Linked DNA regions of Arabidopsis thaliana: region 2 is linked to region 1. The links are chromatin contacts, called in public targeted proximity ligation maps. All regions are on one chromosome and are shown on one strand. The core of a region is the stretch at or near the end of the contact, and the rest is flanking DNA. Distances in the headings are between cores, read along the strand shown.

The links.
Region 2: a contact with region 1 is called in a targeted proximity ligation map of shoot, with 11 read pairs.

The regions. Positions count from the first base shown.
Region 1 is chr4:12,730,370-12,734,334 of TAIR10.1, reverse strand. It overlaps MOS1 (modifier of snc1), which reads right to left and starts at 1,836. Exons shown (of 10, transcript NM_001341692.1): 1 at 1,469-1,836; 2 at 882-950; 3 at 300-380; 4 at 172-216; 5 at 1-78. The coding sequence starts at 910. It overlaps TAR2 (tryptophan aminotransferase related 2), which reads left to right and starts at 3,004. Exons shown (of 6, transcript NM_202879.2): 1 at 3,004-3,281; 2 at 3,629-3,888. The coding sequence starts at 3,641.
Region 2 is chr4:12,770,600-12,774,564 of TAIR10.1, reverse strand. AT4G24780 (Pectin lyase-like superfamily protein) reads left to right here and starts at 2,127. Exons shown (of 3, transcript NM_118611.3): 1 at 2,127-2,453; 2 at 2,733-3,482; 3 at 3,574-3,965. The coding sequence starts at 2,338. The coding sequence ends at 3,934.

The sequences.
Region 1 (3,965 bases), core at 587-3,086:
CCACTTTCAGTTCGTGGTGACAAGGATGATGTCCCCCAAGCATTCAGTGATGATTTACTGCCCCAACTAAGTGTTCCCCTAAAATAGATGTCCAGAAGAAAATTAAACCATCTAAAATTTGAGGACGAAAAAGAATGAGGGAAATAGCATCTCAAACAGGTACAAACTTACTTTGGAACAATTTCTACATTTGGGTCAAGGCCTTGGTTCTCTAACCTTAAATTCAGAAGAGAAGTGTTCAGGGAACGAGATTATACATATATATGAAGTCTAAATGTGATCATGCGCTCATCAAATACCTTTGGCTTGGTAAGTTAATCGGTTTTGGAACAGCAACCTTTCCCAATATAGTCATGCCACTTCTTCTTGTAGTACCCCATCTGCTAATATCCAGCACATGTAATTTCTCATCATCACCACAGAGGATACAAAGCTCTTTAAGTGTAAATGAGCAAAGTATAAATGATTATACAATTTATTAAAAAAACGATCAGCTCTTTACATATGTTTTCTACACACATTTTACAACTTTCCCTTCTTTTAATCTAAATGGTGATGTTGGCATGTTGCAAATCAATAATAATGTTGAATAAAATTATTACAAATACATGGTGAATGTCTATCATGCAAGCAAGCTCTTTCAAAGAAAGAAAAACCACACCCTGAGTTTCCTTCTATACCCCAGGCACATATAGTGATTCTATATTTTAACAACAGTTGGAATATACAGCACAACGAAAACAAGTAATTCATATGAAGAAAAGGCCAAATCAAAAGAAAAATCATGCAAGTAACGTGCAAAGAGGCCAATATATAACCCATAATCCAGTATAAAAACATAGAAAAGTTCATGACAAAGATAAAGTTGAAAGAAGAGAAACCTTCGATCTCCTGTCGTGCTAGAGGTCATTATAAAAGCAGCTACACGATCCAATTACACCACTTGAAACCTGTAAGTCACATACAGAATCAGATTCACAAATGAAATTTGAAGCTCAAATCCCAAAGAATCAAACAAGACCGACACTGAAGAACTATTGCTATAACACTGCTACCGTGAAATGTGTTGCAGAATCAGACTGCCTATACAAATTCTCCAACATGAATTGAAATACTTTCTAAAATTCACCATCATAACAGAAAGACAATGTTCGACAATCAAATTGGTACAGAAACCTAAAAGTATGAAAGATCGTCAAACTGCGGAATCAAAAGAGGTTCCAGACTAAATGACCGCAATACTAAAAAAACAATTGACGTATTCCCAGAATGTTGACAATTTCGCAATCAACTTGCTAGAACAACAACAGCAACAAAAAAAGAGCTCTGAAACATACAAATGTCTCCAGAAATGTCAATCAAGCTCTACAAAAGGACCCAAATTACTTCAAAATGCGATAATTCTATAAACTCATCACTCGATTCCTCTGGAATACAAAGGGGAAAAAAAGGTAGAGAAGAAACTGACCAAAGGGGATTATAGAGAAAATCTGCTCTCTTTTTTTGAATAGAGAGGGGGGGTCCTCGCAAACCCTAGATATTAATTGTGAGAATCGAACGAAGAGGGTGCAGATCGGATGTGTTCCTGGGCGATGAGGGAAAAGGAAGAAGGGGAAGATGAAGGAGAAAAGGAAGGATCTGTGGGAGAAAGAAGAAAGTGATGATGATTGATGAAGATGAAGCTTATTACGACGACGTTCAACGGATTGGTTGAAAGAGGAGAAAGCGTCGAAGTTCAGGGCTGCACGGTTTTACTCAGCTTTTCCTCTCTCTCTTTTTTTTTTTCCTGTGAATTGTAAAATGAATGCCGATTAAAATAAAATAGAGCGAATAAAGGATCACCTATCTCCAAAAAACAAAAATATATATATAAATTAAAAGAGTAGTATTATTCATTAACATCATTTATATATTTACCTACCCATTTTAAAAGATAGCCATAGTTTGACAAAAAAAAAAAAAAAAAGGATAGCCATAAAAACAATACTTAACAAAATAGTTTCCTTTCTTTTACATTTTACGAATGTTAAAAATGGGGGAGAAATTGAATTATGTGGTAGGTTCACTTCTTCATTTTAAGGACATGTTTAGGGAAGTAAGACGATGGCAGGCATGATCAAATGAATAAGGTTTTTTGGGTAATGCTTATGTTTATCTTCCAAACCTCTCATGTTTCTTTGTGGAGTACACTCATTCTAAGGAAAGATCATATATTAATCCGGTGTTTTGTAATCGAGGGTTGGAAGTGTTCGTACATGCACTGTGTACATGGTGCTAGAGGATGATCTTGAGCGGATTTGAGCTCAACGCTAGCTTATTTTTTTTCAAATTTTAAAATTTTGTGTAAATTTTATATACAGAAGATTTTAGATAATGCATAGTTTGATTTTTATTAATTTATTACGAGTAGTCTTAGCATATTTTAAATTTTCGTGCTTTTCTCCAAATTGATACTTAAGAGTTAGAGAGAAAGCCAACAAACTTAAGAAAGTTAGAGAACGAGACACTTGAATGCTTACAAATGATGATCCCACCCCATTTTATACAACTTCACCTTTGATAGAATCATATTCAATAAACAGTAATGTATGAAAAGAAAACAAAAAAACAAATATACTTGAACAATGACCAAATATAATAAACCTCTTGGATCCAGCCCATATGATCTTTGCTAAACTCTTGAACAATTTGGGCCGTGGCAATATGTAGATTTTGGTCCATGGATCATTTATCTATTTTAATGTTACCCTTGCAGAGATTATTTTCTTCTCTTTGTTACTTTCACAATCAACACCCCAAAATATGTTATTACAACAATTTCACCCTAAATCGTTTTGTCCAAATGTGTAAATTACACTAAACATATATAGGGCAAAATATTACATAGTCAATATAATGAGCCTTAAGCTAATCTAATTAGATGTGAAAACAGAGAAGTGACGTAAATCTAGAAAATATTGTTACACATAAAGCATTCACCAGTCTTGTACTAGTAAACAGAGATCCTGAATAAATTCAGTGTCTCACTCGGTTCATGTACTGTCGTTTCCAAGGTCTGCCATTGACAAACCGAAAAGCTGAAACTCTTCACGCCAAAGCCAAAATACAATAACTTTTTCCCAATGGGAAATATCTTTTATCGTGGAGAGAAACAAACAAAGAGCTTCGACCTAATTACACATTCTTCTTTTTCAGTTTACATATAAAAAGCCTTCTAGCGATCCTTTCACTGTGGCCAATTTGTTCTGTGACCTTTTGATCCTCTGCCTGCAATTCTACAGGTATTTTGATAGGTAGTCTCAGTTTAGAATTTGTCTACTAGGATTAAAAATTCAATTTCTTAAAATCGTGATTGGTAATATTTATGAGTTAAGTACATGAGTTAGGTTCGTAATCCAATATAAACACATTGTTATACATACCTTTATCTCTTGAGATTCTTCAAGGGTTATTTTAATCTCTTACAAAAATCATAACTTCGAATATCAGCCAAAAAAAGGATCAGTCTCGTTGGACACCACTTGTTTGTTTCCTTTGTTTTTTTTAAAAGAGGTCTTTATCCAGCTATCCCACTCTGCTCTTCTTCTTTAAGCATTTTGCATTCTTGTTTCTTGGTTTTGTGTTTTAGTTTTGAGAGAAAATGGGACAGATTCCGAGGTTTCTTTCTTGGAGGAATATGTTGGTCCTCTCGTTGGCCATCAACTTCAGCTTGATTCTAAAGATTTTGAAGGGTGATAGAGAACGAGGAGATTCATGGGACAGAACAGCGTATGTTAGCATATGGCCCGTGGTATCCACCACGGCTTCAGAATCTTCTTCGTTGTCTTCAGCATCTTGCAACTATAGCAAGATTGAAGAAGACGATGATAGAATTATCAATCTCAAATTGTAAGTTTCTACTTACTCTCTTCCATGTGCTAGATTACAATTTTCTAAAGAAAGTTCTGTTCTTGTCACTATAGTGG
Region 2 (3,965 bases), core at 878-3,377, 40 kb before region 1:
CCATTTTTTTAATTTAGTTTAAAAGAGCAACCGTATCAGTTGATTACGGAGTCCAGCAGAGAAAAGCATGCTCAACTGTCAAAAACAACCTAACAATTAGGGAATCCCGTAAAACCGGCAAATCACGAGGGCAGCATTACATTACATTACATTACATGTCCCACAAATCACTTTCCCTCCCATGCTTTTCCACTTCCACCTATCATTACCAACACCTATTACCTAAAGGACTTTAAGCCAGAGAGTTTTCAAATCCCGTACCGTGATTGGTGCACTATGAAGTGGAAAGGAATACGATGAAAAACAAACTGTTTTCTCAATACATTTTCACCGACACCAATCATGAAGCAAATAGCTGCAATTAATTTTTTCTACGTTTTAAGACAAGAATATATATTAAACTACTTATTTTCTTCTACATCTTAATTAAGTAGTTAGTATTCTTACAAACACTTCTGATTATCATTTTTGTGTTCAATATATAAACTCCTTTCTATTTAAAAAATTCCCTCAACACTATAATATCATTCAGTCCCTATCTAAAAGTTAGGTGTCCATAGAGATATACGGATATTGAAATTTAAATGATATATGGCGGAGATCATGCAAGGACAATTATCTTCAATAGAATCATTACGACTTATTAAATGTGTGTTCCCGACATTTTATTACATGATTCTACTGTTTTCTTTCTCATCATCTCATTCCATTATTTGTTTTTCTATTTGTGTTTCTAGATTACTTGACATGTACGTTAAATCATTTATCTTCCTTTTCCCTTGATATCCCACTCGAATGACATGTTGCTGTAGTACTATTACTATGGTTGGAAATCTTATTTCTCTGAATAATAAAAGTTTATATTCAGATAACTGCTATGATACGTAAACTTTCCAATGGTTATTTAATTTTGTTTTGCAATTAATATATGCAACTATAAGTAAAGCCTAGTGAATTCTTTGGATCGGAGTTATATGCTATGTGCTAATAATACAAGGAACCCCGCAATATTGATATAAAATTTACCAAACTGTATCCCACACTTTAAAAGTTGTCATCATACTTTATGTGAATGCAATAGGATCCAAATCGTTTGGGGAAGATTTTACATTTTAAATTCTTATATTCCGCAAGTGCCCAATGGTGCCGCACGAATTATTTAGTGTATCAAACTATTGGTAGGAGCAATTAGTAAAGCATATACAGTGCAACAATCTATTTAAAAGTATAGAAATATCTAACTAAAACATATTTTGAAGATTCCCTCGTCCTCCAATCGTCTTCCATCATCGAAATATCCCTTTGAAGAGCTAAGAAACTTGGTGGGAACAAATGATGCTATTCGATAATTTTCTTCGATTCTATGGTATATTTGGAAAGATTGGAACATAATTAATATATATATCCCACTTGATGCATAAAGAATGTTGTTTAAGAAACGGAGTTCTGAGGTAACTGACTGACAAGTGCTTCGACTCAACCATTACTACTTACCAAATCCACGGCTCTTGGCATACCCCATACACGCTTAGTGGATATGGTTGAATCGCTAGTTCCCACCACCAGCTTCTTTATCTTGACTTAAAAGAGGGCACGTCGATGTCTTCCTCCCCTACACGACAATGTAGAACATGCATGTTCAAACAATTTGCAAATGGAAGATATATTGGAAATTTGTGAAAGGCCATGAGGTAGATACACAATTAAATTCATGAGTTCATAGGTCAGAACAAAGCTGAAGCATGTTCTACATGCCCAATCAAGAAAAAGTCAAACTTTTCTCAATGCCGACTTTACTGTTCTAAAATGTATGAAAATACACATTAATATACAATTATAAATACATGCAAATATATATTGTTATAAACTATATAATGGTTACTTGATATGGATCCTTATACTTAACTAACTTAACACCAACTCCCTGGATCTATAATGTATATATTGGGCTAAACAGGTCATGTGGAAGTTATTTGAAAAGTACACCATATCGACCTAATTAGATTGGAGGCTTTTTATTTAGTTTTTTGTCAACAATTAGATTTGAGTAACGGATGTAACCATATTATTTGTTCCTACCTCCTAGGCATTATTATAGTATAAGGTTTTTTTTTAACTAAAGATGATTTAAAAAAAAAAAAGTGGGACCTAAACCTTAAAAATTCCAATAACAAATAGTATAGAGGTCCTTTTTCTCTTTATATAAACCCCCAAAATTTCCTCTTCTCTGTATTCTCCACTCAATACTTATTTCCTCTGTCTTCCTTCGCTTCCCTCTTCTCTCACCACAATCCGAGAGAGAGACAGTACTGTAATCCAAGTGAGAGAGAGAGAGAAATGAAAATGCAGACGAAGAAGCTCTTTATCACCATTGTCTCCTTTCTTCTCTATGCTCCATTGTTCTTATCTTCACCAGTTCCTGACCCTGAATCTGTCGTTGAAGAAGTTCACAAGTATGAATCTTTCATCTTTTTTCCTTAACCCTTCCTTCACATTTACTTGAAACCCACTTCTCCTTTAAATTTCTGCTTTTTATGGAAACCCAATTTGAGCCTAGCGTTACAAAGTTGTCGCCTTTACAAACCAATTTGAGCATAGTGTTACAAAGTTCTCACCTTTACAAACCAATTTGAGCATAGTGTTACAAAGTTCTCGCCTTTACAAAAATGGGACCATTTTGAAAAGTCTCTGTTTTTCTAACAAAAGTTTGCAATGTGTTTGTGTTGTTGCAGGAGCATTAATGCGTCGGTTGCAGGAAGAAGGAAGTTAGGTTACCTCTCATGTACGACCGGTAACCCAATCGACGACTGTTGGCGTTGTGACCCTCACTGGGAGCAACACCGTCAACGTCTCGCTGACTGCGCCATTGGATTCGGCAAAAACGCCATCGGTGGCCGTGACGGTCGGATCTACGTGGTCACCGACTCAGGAAACGACAACCCAGTTAGCCCCAAGCCCGGAACTTTAAGACACGCCGTGGTCCAAGACGAGCCACTCTGGATCATCTTCCAACGAGACATGACGATTCAGCTCAAAGAAGAGCTAATCATGAACTCATTCAAGACCATCGATGGCCGTGGTGCTTCCGTACACATCTCTGGTGGGCCTTGTATAACGATCCAGTACGTGACCAACATTATCATCCATGGGATTCATATCCATGATTGCAAGCAAGGTGGCAACGCTATGGTGCGGAGCTCTCCACGGCATTTCGGGTGGAGAACGATATCGGACGGTGATGGTGTCTCTATCTTTGGAGGAAGTCATGTTTGGGTTGACCATTGTTCGTTCTCTAACTGTGAAGATGGACTTATTGATGCTATCATGGGCTCGACGGCTATCACTTTGTCTAACAATCATATGACACATCATGATAAGGTCATGTTGCTTGGTCATAGTGATACTTACAGTCGTGACAAGAATATGCAAGTTACCATTGCTTTTAACCATTTTGGTGAAGGCCTTGTCCAAAGAATGCCCAGGTAAATAAAAAATCACTTTGTGTTAGTAGTTAATGTGATTGTGACCATGGATATAGATTAATTTTGGGACCATTGTATTGTTGTTGTGTAGGTGTAGACATGGATACTTCCATGTGGTGAACAATGACTACACACATTGGGAGATGTATGCGATTGGTGGAAGTGCTAATCCTACAATCAATAGTCAAGGGAACAGATTTTTGGCACCCAATATCAGATTTAGCAAAGAAGTGACTAAGCATGAGGACGCGCCTGAGAGCGAGTGGAAGAGATGGAATTGGAGATCTTCCGGAGATTTGTTGCTAAACGGTGCGTTTTTTACTCCGTCTGGTGGTGCAGCCTCGTCTAGCTATGCAAAGGCTTCGAGCCTTGGGGCTAAACCGTCTTCTCTAGTTGGACCATTGACGTCTACTTCTGGTGCACTGAATTGCCGTAAAGGTTCCCGTTGCTGATTGTGGCTTAGTGGTCACACTTAAGTTTTTA